2 separate regions of the Mus musculus genome follow, and region 1 is linked to region 2. Evidence: chromatin contacts called from public ChIA-PET data. All regions are on one chromosome and are shown on one strand. Each heading gives the region's core, a stretch centred on a gene start, on an enhancer-like site or on the middle of the called end of the contact. The rest is flanking DNA. Distances are from core to core; before and after follow the strand shown. Region 1 holds the start of Cd48 (CD48 antigen). Region 2 holds the start of F11r (F11 receptor).

Region 1 (6,547 bases), core at 3,001-5,500, 240 kb before region 2:
AGATCCATTTAAATGCAATGAGCACAGTCTGGATACCGGCAGGAGGGGACTGCAAGATGATGAGTGACCTTTGTGCTCAAAATTTCAGCCCTCTCATTTGCCATAGCAGCTATTGAGAAGGTTCACTTTTTTTTTAAGTGAAATAAAGGTAACTATTTTAGAAAGCTTAACCCAATGGCAGTATTCAAAATCAGCTAGGTACAGAGAATGGTCCAAAAAGAGCAGTTAGGACTGGTGAGTGCTACCATTTCGTCCAGAATGAGAGACAATGGATGTTGATAGACTTGCACACGTCTGGTTGTTCGAGACAAGGGAAAGAAGGGAACTGGGGATACTAGAATTCTGGCTTGAGAAACTGAACAAATGGATGTGCTATTAATTGGGGCAGACAACAATGAAAGAACAGAAAAGTTGGGTAGGAGAGAAACTATGGGACATGGGCTTTTGTTTTTATTTTGTTTTTTGTTTGTTGAAGACAGAACCTTCCTATTATCTAGCTAGTGTGGAACTTGTCATGTGGACCAACCTGGCCTTGAACTCCCAAAGAGCCACCTGAGTGGGGGGATTAATGGTGTGCACCACCATGCTTGGCTATGGGAAATTTTACCCCTCCCTTCAGTATTATCTACTGGGGTTTCTGCTCCCTTTCCCTTGAGGTGATCCAAGTCAGTGATCCCAGCAGTTGGGGAGCAGAGGCAGTAAGACCAGGAGTTCAAGGTTGTTCTTGGTTACACAGCAAATGTGAGGTCAGCTGGGTTACAGAAGACCCTGTCTCAAAAGAACAGTAACAATAATGTCCCCTCCTCTGGAAGAAGGATGAGCATTCGTGGCTGCTTCAGTAAACAGAATGCTGAAGTTCAACTTGCAAAGCTAGGTGAGAACTAACAGGCAGTAGTGGCTGGTCCATCTTAACTGACTGCCAGATACATTACAGTCCAGACACTGGCCATGCGGTTCAAAATGCCTGCAGGTGACTCTGGGCTCCACCGTGATCTCTCTGCAAGTAGCAGAGGAACCGTGAATGAACAGTACCTATCGACAACCACCTCTGATCATGAGTGAGATTAGCTGTAGCTATTATTTTCAGCACTGGCTCTGGGGGCACTCGTTAGACAGAAATAAAAAGTCAGAACGAAAAAACCCTGATGAGTCAAAGTTTGAATGCGTGCATCTGGAAAGTCTAGAGTAGATGCTTGAAAAAAAAGAAGAAGAAGAAGAACAGAAATTCAGATCTGGGGTGGAGGTAAGAGGTTGGGGCCTGAAAGTTCATGTATGAGTATCCCCCACTCGCATCTGCCTCATGCTTCGTGTGTCCCCAGAGCTTCTTGACATTTGAAATTTCATTGAATCTGACTAGAAGTTCCTCGGAGACAGGGAAAGTAAGACATCATGGCCATTTTTGAGTGGAGGAAACTAAGTCATGAAAAAGCCCTACAGGCTGAGCATGCTGGCACATCTCTTTAATCCCAGCACTCAGTAGGCAGAGGCAGTTCGATCTCTGAGTTCGAGGCCACCCTGGCCTACAAAGAGAATCCAGGACAGCAGGACTACACAGAGAAACCCTGTTTCAAACAAAACAAAAAAACACCCTACAGCATGGAGTCCAGATAAAACACAGTTCTTCTCATACCCAGTATAATGCCATTTTCAGTGGCCCCTTCTATAAGGAAGAAGGAGGAGGAGGGAACAGGAGGTTTCCATTAGATATGATGGAGCAGGAACACATGTCAGAGCGAAATGGACTCTGGGGACAGGCTGTTGGAGAAGAAATAACCTGGGATGACACAACAGCAAGTATCTGGAGAGCATAGCTGTGGAAGTTGACAGTCTAACATACAGATAGTTAGACTAGGGGTAATTCCCTCCCCCCCCAACCCCCGTATTGCACTAGAGCTGATTAAGTCCATAGGGCTCTGAAGTATTACGGGGCTGACAGAGTTGTATTAGGATTAATAAAGTTTATTAAAAACCATTTATAGACCCTGAGATGAACCCACACACCTATGGTCACTTGATCTTTGACAAGGGAGCTAAAACCATGGAAAAAAGACAGCATTTTCAACAAATGGTGCTGGCACAACTGGCGGTTATCATGTAAAAGAATGTGAATTGATCCATTCCTATCTCCTTGTACTAAGGTCAAATCTAAGTGGATTAAGGAACTTCACATAAAACCAGAGACACTGAAACTTATAGAGGAGAAAGTAGGGAAAAGCCTCGAAGATATGGGTACAGGGGGAAAATTCCTGAATAGAACAGCAATGGCTTGTGCTATAAGATCAAGAATCGATAAGTGGGACCTCAGAAAGTTGCAAAGCTTCTGCAAGGCAAAAGACACCATCAATAAGACAAAAAGACCACCAACAGATTGGGAAAGGATCTTTACCTATCCTAAATCAGATAGGGGACTAATATCCAATATATATAAAGAACTCAAGAAAATGGACTCCAGAAAATCAAATAACCCCATTAAAAAAATGGGGCTCAGAGCCAAACAAAGAATTCTCACCTGAGGAATACCGAATGGCTGAGATGCACCTGAAAAAATGTTCAACATCCTTAATCATCAGGGAAATGCAAATCAAAACAACCCTGAAATTCCACCTCACACCAGTCAGAATGGCTAAGATCAAAAATTCAGGTGACTACAGATGCTGGCGAGGATGTGGAGAAAGAGGAACACTCCTCCATTGTTGGTGGGATTGCAAGCTTGTACAACCACTCTGGAAATCAGTCTGGTGATTCCTCAGAAAATTGGACATAGTACTACCAGAGAATCCAGCAATACCTCTCCTGGGCATATATCCAGAAGATGTTCCAACTGGTAAGAAGGGCATGTGTTCATAGAAGCCTTATTTATAATAGCCAGAAGCTAGAAAGAACCCAGATGTCCCTCAACAGAGGAATGGATACAGAAAATGTGGCACATTTACACAATGGAGTACTACTCAGCTATTAAAAAGAATGAATTTATGAAATTCCTAGCCAAATGGATGGACCTGGAGGGCATCATCCTGAGTGAGGTAACTCAATCACAAAGGAACTCACACAATATGTACTCACTGATAAGTGGATATTAGCCCAGAAACTTAGGATACCCAAGATATAAGATACAATTTGCTAAACACATGAAACTCAAGAAGAACGAAGAACAAAGTGTGGACACTTTGCCCCTTCTTAGAATTGGGAACAAAACACCCATGGAAGGAGTTACAGAGACAATGTTTGGAGCTGTGACGAAAGGATGGACCATCTAGAGACTGCCATATCCCGGGATCCATCCCATAATCAGCTTCCAAATGCTGACACCATTGCACACACTAGCAAGATTTTGCTGAAAGGACCCAGATAGAGCTGTCTCTTGTGAGTCTATGCCGGGGCCTAGCAAACACAGAAGTGGATACTCACAGTCAGCTATTGGATGGATCATAGGACCCCCAATGGAGGAGCTAGAGAAAGTACCCAAGGAGCTAAAGGCATCTGCAACCCTATAGGTGGAACAACATTATGAACTAACCAGTACCCCTGAGCTCTTGACTCTAGCTGCATATGTATCAAAAGATGGCCTAGTCGGCCATCACTGGAAAGAGAGGCCCATTGGACTTGCAAACTTTATATGCCCCAGTACAGGGGAACACCAGGGCCAAAAAAATGGGAATGGGTGGGTAGGGAAGTGGGGGGGAGGGTATGGGGGACTTTTGGGATAGCATTGGAAATGTATTTGAGGAAAATACGTAATAAAAAATATATTAAAAAAAAACGGAGCTCCTTTTAGCAGAGAGCTTCCTCTTACTAAAAATTCCTTCACAGAGCACCAGGCATGAGGTATATGTAGTACAAGGGTCCTACTTCCCCACCTCCCCAGGTCCCGTTTCTCTTGTCCTCCTGGGAAAAGAGATGGGGCCTCGTTTTCCAGAGCTGAGGAACACGTCCCAGCCTTCCCCCCAGTCCCGCTGCGAGCATGGTAGCACCCAGCCCAGGAGCATGCTCATTTCCAGGGTTGAGCTACATCCCACCTCCCCTTTCCCAGCTGGCCATGCCTTCAGTGCACAGCCGGACACTTGGAGGAAGCTACCTTGAAATCCAGTTCCCAAGGGCAGCAGTAGCAGTTCCAGGACCAGACACCATCCCTGTTTTATGAAGCACATAATACTTAGAGAAGCTTCCCCAGAACACTGGAGACAACTGTAAGAGAAGTCAGGGCGCCTGCCCTTCAATCAGGAAGCAAAACCCAAAACCGGAAGTCGTATGAGGTTTTTCTGTTTTTTCTCTATTTCACGAATTACCATACACAACAGGAAAGCAGACCACTACCATCACACCACATGGAATGAGATTTCAAATTCTCCTACCCACTAGAGATCAACAAGAAAAATAGCTTGGCTTAAAAGAATGGATTTTTCAGCAGTGCACTTTGAGCACTGAGGCCGAATCTGCTGTTGCCTGTGGGGAGTAAGGAGAGGCTGTGACTGGGCAGAGACCACCAGCGTCGCAGAGGGGAGTTGACTATCTCCAGCCACCTCCAGCAACGCCCATCTGTCCGTTCACATGGCCCTCTGCCCTGTTCCGCATGCAGCCTGCTTCTACAGGAGGAGACACCAAGTCAACTCACTACCTGACATTGGGAATCATGTCTTATGCTCCTGATCACACGAGAGGTCTATGAGATAGCTACAGCAGGTATCAATTCTTGTACCTTATTGAAACTCAGAGTCAGGTTTGCCTAAGTCATGTGTCAGTTATGGTGAACTTTCCCATTTATTCTCCACATGCAGAAAGATGTTAAGATTATGAGTCTCACCAGAATCTTCTAGAAATCAGGTCTGGCCAGCCTCCGGCCCTTTTCTTATGCCTTTCTGCACTGTGCCTGCTGTTTTCTCTGCCCAGCATGGCAGACAGCAAAGCTTTGAACTAGAAGAGAAGATACGGCAGGAGCAAATGAGCAAGGTTTTATGGTGGATTTAGGCAGAGACAGTTTTAGATTACACATTAAAAAGGAACTGAGAAGAGGAGGTAGGGCAAAATGAGAGGACCAGCAGGATGCGGAAATAGGCGTGGTCCAGCCCCATAGTATCTCAAAAACCAACTCCCCACCCATCTTAGCAGAGTCTTCCTAGAAGCAGGAGAAAGAGGACAGGGTTGCAAAAATACGCAAAGAGCAGGTGTGGAGAACCAGCTGCAGCACTTCCAAACATACAGCACGGTGCTCAGGCTGTAGACGTGTCTTGGTAGTTAACAACACTTGTTCTTGGAGGTCACCCAGGTTTGATTGATTCCCAGTATCTATATGGAGGCTCAGAACCATGTGTAACTGTAGTTCCAGGGGATCTGCCACCCTCTTCTTACCTCTTCTCACGGAGAGTAGGAATGCACATGACATACATATGTACATGCATACAAAACAGCCATACACATAAAAATAAATAAACCTAAAAAAAAAATACAGTTCTCAACATGGGCGTGGTGGTGGTGCACCCCTTTCATGCCAGCACTTGAGGCAGAGGCAGAAAGGCAAAGGCAGAGATGGTCTCTGATCCAATGTGTCTCACACCCTAGAGTTGATTCTCAAGTTCCCTGAGAAGATCTGTCGTTTTTTGGCTAGCCTAAGAATCTAAGGCAGAATGGAAGAGCATAGCTAATGAAGGTTTGAAATCGTCCCCTTTCTCCTATGTATGGTTTGCAAGAGATCCCAATGGAGGTAGACAATGAAGTAGGAGGCTAATGAACTAATAGGTTACTTGGCATTTGTTGTCATTTGGCCCACTCGTTCCATCAGCACATGCCAGGTCCATCATGTGTACATATTCTACCGTCCACGAGGAATCCAAGACTAGAAGTCTGGACAGAGTTCTAACTGAGTCCTGCCTGGGCTGCAATCATTTTTTTTCTCTCTTGCCTCCTTGCTTTGCTCTCTGCCTGGAGTGCCTTTGTCCTCTTCGCTACTCCTCAACTAGATACCCTCGCGGTTTGCCCCCTCTAGAGATTCAGAGTCACCTCCCCTGCATCTCTTTCTTCTGGCTTCCTTGAACTCTCGTTCACATCACTTCATAGAAAGCTCAGCTCTCAAGGAAGCAGTACAAGCTCCATCCTGGCATTGTGAAAAGATTTTTAATTAAAATGATTATGTGGCTGTGGTGGCTTGAATACAAATGACCCACACAGACTCGGGTGTGAGAATTTTTGGCCTATAAGGCTTGGCACTATTAGAAGGAGTGGCCTTGCTGGCTGCCTGGTGGGGAAAACGCTGCGCCAGCATAGAACCGGCGGAAGGGAGCAGAGCCAGTCAGCGGAACCCTCCTCACACGGCACGATGGGCTCGCTGAGCCCCCTCCATCCTCAGGGTGCGAAGCCCTGGCCTAGACCCCGCGGAGATGTCCAGTTGCGGCGCTTGTACCTGCAGCGCTGTGGCCGCCCGGCTTCTCACCACCTCGCTCACCTCCGCGCAGAGAGGTATTTCGTGTGGGCGCATTCATGTGCCAATGTTAGGAAGCCTGGGGACCTTGGACGCTCAGGTTCTGCGCAGAGCTTCTCTTAGGACCTTTTCAGA
Region 2 (6,840 bases), core at 1,169-3,668:
GCTGTTTGTGCTTCCTTCACACCGGATGCCCCCACAAGAGCCCTCACCTTAAAACTCAGTAATCATAAAATAAAGCCATTGGGAACTGTTCCTGCGTCCTTTGACCTAGTCTTGTAAGGACAGCATTCTTACACCCTCACAAAATCCAAAGGGGTAATAGCTGTGCGACAGTAATCCCTTCATGTATATGTAACGTAGCTATTAACTCCATTGATCCTCATGGCGTGCGGAGGACTTGTAGTATTACTTCTGTTTTATAGCAGAAAAGACTGAGCTCCTAGCCTAGGGGCACAGGACAGACAAAAGAAAGAAGAACTCCTGATGAGGTGGCCCGGCTGACATTTCCATCCTCATTTGCACTAACCAAATCACTCCCTTCCCCCAGGTCTACCTTGATTTCAAAGTTACACCATGAAGTGTATTCTCACCCACTGCCACCCCCTACGTGTTATTTCCCTAGGGCCCCCTGCCCTGCCAAGCAAATAAATGCCCCACCTCACTCAGGCTTCCTTGGAACCACCGCTGCCTGCTCAAAATGATCTTGTCACCATCCTTCTCTTTGGTGGTGAGTGCTAGAATTAACGTAGGAAATTAGGGGAAGAGAAAAGGAAGGAGGAAAGGGGTTGGAAGGAAGTCGCTCCAGGGCTTTACGTAAGTCTAACAACTACGGTCCTTGATCCAGAGGAAACAGTACACAAAACAGGAATGTGGGTGTGGCTAGCAATCTAAGATATGAACAGAAATGAAACAAGTGATGGCCGGGCAAAGAAAGGAGGAGGGGACGGAGAAACAGTAGTAGAATTCAAAGGTGAAGTGAGAGACTCTAGTGGAAGGGATTTCATTAATAACAAGAGAGCTGATTCTGAAAGAGTAGTTTAGATCCTTCTTATGCCTCATGCCTGAGACGCTGGATCTCCAGGAATGGGAGTCAGAGGGCTCTGGTTCCATCCCCAGCTTCTTACCCTCTTGTAAAACTGGGAAGGTCATTTCCTCTCCACAGATTAATTTCCTTATCTGTACAATGTAGAGAAGTAGACTCACCTATTGTCTAGGCCACTCCAAAGCTTTACAGTTGTAATGAGAAACAAGGGACCCATCTCTCCATCTTGGGGACTTAGTCTTATGATTGTTCTCCAAAAAGGTTACCAAAACGAACTGCCTTTAGAAGACAGCGATACTGACTGTAATGGTTTATTTCCTTTATCCTCTCTAAAATACTAACCGTGAAGGGAAACAGATTCATACGGAACACATTCCAACAACAGGAGTGTGTGACACTCAGGAACCAGACATAGCACACCCAAGTCCCTGGGTTTGGTCCTCGGCTCCGAAGGGTGGTGGCGGCAGGGAAAGGAGACAGATAAATATACAGGTGCTGACACACACTGACCAAGGGAACAAACCAACCTACCTCACACTCAACCTCATACAAACACACCTCGAGATAGTCATGCCCCAGCATGCGAGCCTGGCTGTTTCTCAGGAAAAGGAGTCGACAAAGAAACAAAAAAACTCTCATTCCGGGCAAGGGGGAGGGCAGAGTTCTGGCTCTAAGGAGATCCAGCCAACCAATAGACCTACTCTTGCCCCAGGGAATCCTTACTCCGTCAACAACCTTAATTAACGACTCTTTGCTACCTAGTCAAGAAAGGAATTCTGAATCTGAGAAATTTTAGAGAATTCATTTCTTCTTCAGACGCCGAACCTCGGCATTAATCCCAGAAGGTCTACTACTTAACAAGAGGAAGAAACCCTTCTACAAAAGCCAGGAAAAGAAATCTTCCCTACCCAGCCCACCCCCCTCCTCATTACATTTCCTTCTAGGGCACTTGAGCCAAGGGAGTCCGGGTGAGAGGCTCAAGGTTTCTCTGAGATCTCCGAGAATGTCGGAAGGGCAGGATAGACCTTCCCAGACGTATACTATGGAGAAGAACGGCTAGCGAAATAGTTGGGTTTGGGGAGGGTCCTCGGGTCGTTAGGGGAGACCCAGAACCATGGACCCTCCCGGGTTATTTTTGGTGCTTCCGCAGAGAGGGTACTCCCGGCACCGAGTGGGAGGTAGGGTCACAGATCACCGGCTTGGGCGAAGGGAGCCAGCCAGTCTCCCGGTGGGGGAGGGGAACGGAGAGTGACCAGACCCGGGCGGAAAAGTGGACTCCCAGGGCGAGGCAGGCAGGCAGGTTTCTGGACTCCTCCCTTCCCGTCGGCGCGTGGGGATCGTCCTCTTCCAGCCTCTCCCCGGACCCACCTAATCCTCCAAAAACTCTAGGAACTCACCCAGGATCATAGACGTGAAGAGAAACAACAGTTTCCTCCCGGCTTTCCCCTCGGTGCCCATTACAGTTACAATCCCGACGCGACGGGCACAGCAACTCCAATGGGAACAGCCTCGCGATCCACTGCCCTGGGCTGGACTCTAGCAGCCAGGTTAAGCCCGGCCCGCCTTTCTCTCCACGCCCGGTGGGCGGCGCCCGGCTTCCCCGCGTTCCGATTGGTGAAAAGAGAGGGAGCTCCGATGAGTGACTCACCGTACGCAGGTGCAACCCCGAACTTTCCTCCTTCTTGAGTCCGATTGGTGGCTTTCACCTCTAGAGACCTCTGGTTGGCCCAGGAGACTGTCGCTTAAAGAAACCAAGGCCTCCTCTTCGGCAGGTAAGGGCATCCCAATTGGGCAGCAAGGCATGCAGATAGAGCCTTTCGGACTGCCAGGCCCTCGATAGTCATCTCTAAAGAGAAGGTGAGTAAGGTCACTGCCTGTGAGATGCAGGAATGTGCTTGGTTGATTTCTCTTCCATTACTTTTCAATTGCTTGATGGTGCAGAATCTTTGGTCCCCTCCCCCTTGGTAAGTGAAAAACACAAATTAATATAGGAAGGTGTAGGGAGAGGGTTGAGACAAGAGAGACATCTTGACTATCCCAAACTGGGTTGCTCTCAAAAAGAAACCTACATAGACGGATACAGGAAGCATCCAGATAATAAAAGCTGACCCATACTTCTTGGGAGGACTGGGAATATGTCTTTTATACATACACATAGGATCTATGTCAGCAGCTCCTTTGCTGGGCCTTACATTTGGATTAGCTTTTGTTTTCTAGACCAGGGCTAGCTATGTCGCTGAGGCTGGCCTCAAACTGTGGATCTTCCTATAAAAATGGCTATGCCAAGAGGTATGTAAGTACAGAAAGATTGGGGGCTCAGCCTTAGGTATCTAATAAGCCGTAGACCAGCCTGGGATTCATGAGACCCTTTCTCAGAGGAAGGGAAGGGGGTGGGAGGGGAGGAGGAGAAGGATAGAAAGGGGGAAAAAACCCAACCTAGTGTTTATGCTTGTAATCCCAGGACTGTAAAAGACAGGGACAGCAGGATTAGGAGTTTAAGGCTATCCTTGACAAGGTAGCAAATCAGAGAATAGCCTAAGCTACAAGAGACCCCATTTCAAAAATAAAACAGGCTGGAGAGATGACTTAGCAGTTAAGAGTGCATGCTACACTGGGCTTGGTAGCCCATGCTTTTAATCCCGGCACTGGGGAGGCAGAAGCAGGTAGATCTTTGTGAGTTCAAGACCAGCCTGATCTACATTGTGAGTTCCAGGACAGCCAGAGATGCAGTGTGAGACCCTGTCTCAAAAAACCACCACCAACAGCAACAACAATCAGCAAGTTTACCAAGCATCTCCTGGATGAGACTGGAAAGTATAAATAAATTAAAACAACATTTCTGACTTCAAGGTTGGCAGTTAAAATAAACAGGACAGTGTGTAACCAAGAAAGAAACTTTGTACTACTAAACTGAAACAAATATTTGGGTATCTGCCAAGGGCAAACTTGTTATTCACCCTCAAAGAAAGTTGAAGTCCTAAACTGAGACTTATACACAGTTTTGGCATTTGTTTGGCCTGATCTTGCTTTAGCCCAGGCTGCTCTGCAACTCACATATGGCCCCAAATATCCTTGAACTTAGGACGTCTCAGCCTCCCTGAATACCAAGATTACAGTATGACCCACTCACTATACCTGTTGGGTTCTGGATGGAAGCTGAGAAGGCTCACTTCAGAGACAGAAACGTCAAAACAGAAGCCTTATTTTCTGAGCGGTCAGGAGGTGGCCAAGTTGGGGGTCTGAACCACATCCCCAAGGAAGCTGTGTTGCATTTTTAAAGGGTAAAACTGCAAAAGGAGGGAGGGGCTGGGTGAGCTGCAGGGTCATCGAGCATATTTTTGCATTAATGGTTAAGCATGCACGACAGTGTTTGTTGAAGACTGGGCTTCCTCCAGGACACCTGGCTTGAAGGCCTTTAATTCATCCTTTAGGACACTGGGTCCAGAATCCATGGCTCTCAGTTCATCCTCCTGGACATTTGGTCGGGAGCTCAAAGTGATAAAAGGAACAAAGGCGCTGGTCAGCTGCATGCAGTTAATGAGGGCTTGGCAGGCTTTGGCTATAAATTTTTACAACTTAGGCACCTCAGTCAAGATAACAGCAAGTTTTACATTCTTTTCCCAGTTTACCAGACAATTAAGCGGACATTTGGAGGGTCAGGGTAGGAGTGTCCTCCACCCCGGGAATGTGAACCTGGCTTGACCCTGTTAACAAAATGTGAGAGCAAAAATGGGAGAGTTGCCTCAGAGACAGGCTGGGTTCTAGCGGCTCTCCTCTTACATACCTAATAAATATGTACAAATGTTTTTTAGTTCCCAACCACTGTGCTCTGGCATTACACAAAATGCTAAACCATTATTTTTCCCTGATAGCCTTTCCATTAAAAGGGAAGAAAAAAAGGTTTTAGGAGCTGGAATGATGGCTCAGTGATTAAAGACTGTGCCCCATTCTTCCAGAAGACCCACAGAATTTGCTACACACACACACACACACACACACACACACACACACACACACACACATATATATATATACACATACATACATATAATTTTTTGGTAGCACTGAGGATTTGAACCCAGGGCCTTATTCATAATAGACTTATAGTCCATCACAGAATTATAGACCCAGTCTATTTATTATTTTTATTTTATTTGGGAACAGGGTGAAGTATGGACTTACTATATTTTCCAGGGTGTCCTGAGCTCTCACTGTGTGGTCTAGCTTAGCCTTGAACTCTCGGCACTCCCCATATACAAGCAATAAGCTACCACGCCTTGCTTGATTTTTTTTTTTTGATATATTGGCATATATACTAGTATGCTGGCTAGTTGTATGTCAGCTTGACACAAGGTAGAGCCTTTGGGAAGAAAGGATCTCAACTGAGAAAATGTCCCCACCAGACTGACTCACAGTAGGCAGTGCCACCCCTGGGCTGATGGGCCTGGATGATATAAGAAAGCAAGCTAGGCAGTCCAGTAAGCAACACTCCTCCATGGCTTCTGCATCAATCTATCTTCAGGTTTCTGCCTTGAATTCTCACCCTGACGTCCCTGGTATGGACCACAAGCTGTAAGCTGAAATTAACAGCTGAGCCATCTCTCCAGCCCATCAGCTCAATTCTTGTAGGGTTGTTTGTTTTGTGTTCTTGTTTTTGTTTTGTTCTCCAGCACCACCACCCCTTGAATTGGACAGTTTGCCATGGCAGAAATGCATGCAAAAGGAAACGGTCACATCTCAAGCCAGGATGCAGACACTGGGTGCATCTAGGCTTCCTCTGTGACAGCCTTCCAAGAACTACTAAGCTGTCCTAGAAGAAATTCCTTAATCTCCTTTGAGGGTTTCCAGTGACCCAAGGATCTCCTGTCACCAGTGCCCGCCCCCTCTTTCCCTCTGTCTCTATCTATCTGTCTCACTCTCTGTGTTTCTCCCCTTGCCCTGTGTGTGTGTGTGTGTTATATGAATGCTTGTATGTTGCAGGTATGCATGCCCACTAATGTACAGAGGCAGAGGAAGATGTCAGGTGTCCTGCTCTGCCACTCTTGACCTTTTTGCCTTGAATCAGGGTCTCTCACTGACCTTACAGCTAGAACTGTAGCCAGCCCCAGAATCCCAGTCTCCAGCCTGCCCAGCCCCGGATCCTGGCTTTTTTTTTTTTTTTTAAGACTTATTTATTATATGTAAGTACATCATAGCTGTCTTCAGACAGTCCAGAAGAGGGCGTCAGATCTCATTACAGATGGTTGTGAGCCACCATGTGGTTGCTGGGATTTGAACTACGGACCTTCGGAAGAGCAGTCGGTGCTCTTAACCCATGAGCCATCTCTCCAGCCCCTGGATCCTGGCTTTTAACTTGTGTTCTGGGAGCTTGAACAACTCAGATCCTCTGAGTGGTACCTTGATCTTTTAAATACTGAGCCATCTGCCCAGCCCAAACTCCCCTTCTTAAAAGAAAATTTGTTTCTTCTTTGTGTATCTGATGTGTGAGCGCAGGTACCTGCACCATTGTTGGTGCATGGCAATCAGAGGACAACTCTTTAGAGTTCATTCTCTCCTCCATCTTTACCTGAGTTCTGAGGTGGTCCAGGTTGTAGGGCTTGCGCGGCAAGTGCTTCACCTTGCCTACAGAGCCATCGCGAGCCCTAGGCTCACTTTCTTTTCTTTTCTTTTCTTTTCTTTCCTTAAAGGCATGCAGAGCATGGTGGTGAATCCCTGTCTTGAAAACAAAATTAAAAAAAAAAAAAAACCATACATACATAAATAAACCAATCTCACTATTTAGCCCTGGCTGGCCTGGCTCTGTAGACTAGTCTGGCCTTGAACTCAGAGATCCACCTGACTCCAGTTCTCAAATACTAAGATGAGGGCTGGTGAGATGGCTCAGTGGGTAAGAGCACCTGACTGCTCTTCCGAAGGTCAGGAATTCAAATCCCAGCAACCACATGGTGGCTCACAACCAT

What was found. ChIA-PET counts read pairs in DNA pulled down with a chosen protein or histone mark.
Region 1: a contact with region 2 is called in an RNA polymerase II ChIA-PET map of effector CD8 T cells, with 11 read pairs. The contact joins the promoter of Cd48 here to the promoter of F11r in region 2. A contact is called at or near these places in 2 of 39 promoter capture datasets (hippocampal neurons and pre-B cells) and 1 of 115 datasets of contacts at active chromatin or transcription factors (effector CD8 T cells).

What each region holds. Positions count from the first base shown.
Region 1 is chr1:171,679,695-171,686,241 of GRCm38.p6, reverse strand. It overlaps Cd48 (CD48 antigen), which reads right to left and starts at 4,250. Exons shown (of 4, transcript NM_007649.5): 1 at 4,076-4,250. The coding sequence starts at 4,148.
Region 2 is chr1:171,433,139-171,439,978 of GRCm38.p6, reverse strand. It overlaps F11r (F11 receptor), which reads right to left and starts at 2,418. Exons shown (of 10, transcript NM_172647.2): 1 at 2,278-2,418. The coding sequence starts at 2,338. It overlaps Gm26641 (predicted gene, 26641), which reads left to right and starts at 2,657. Exons shown (of 2, transcript NR_151523.1): 1 at 2,657-2,737.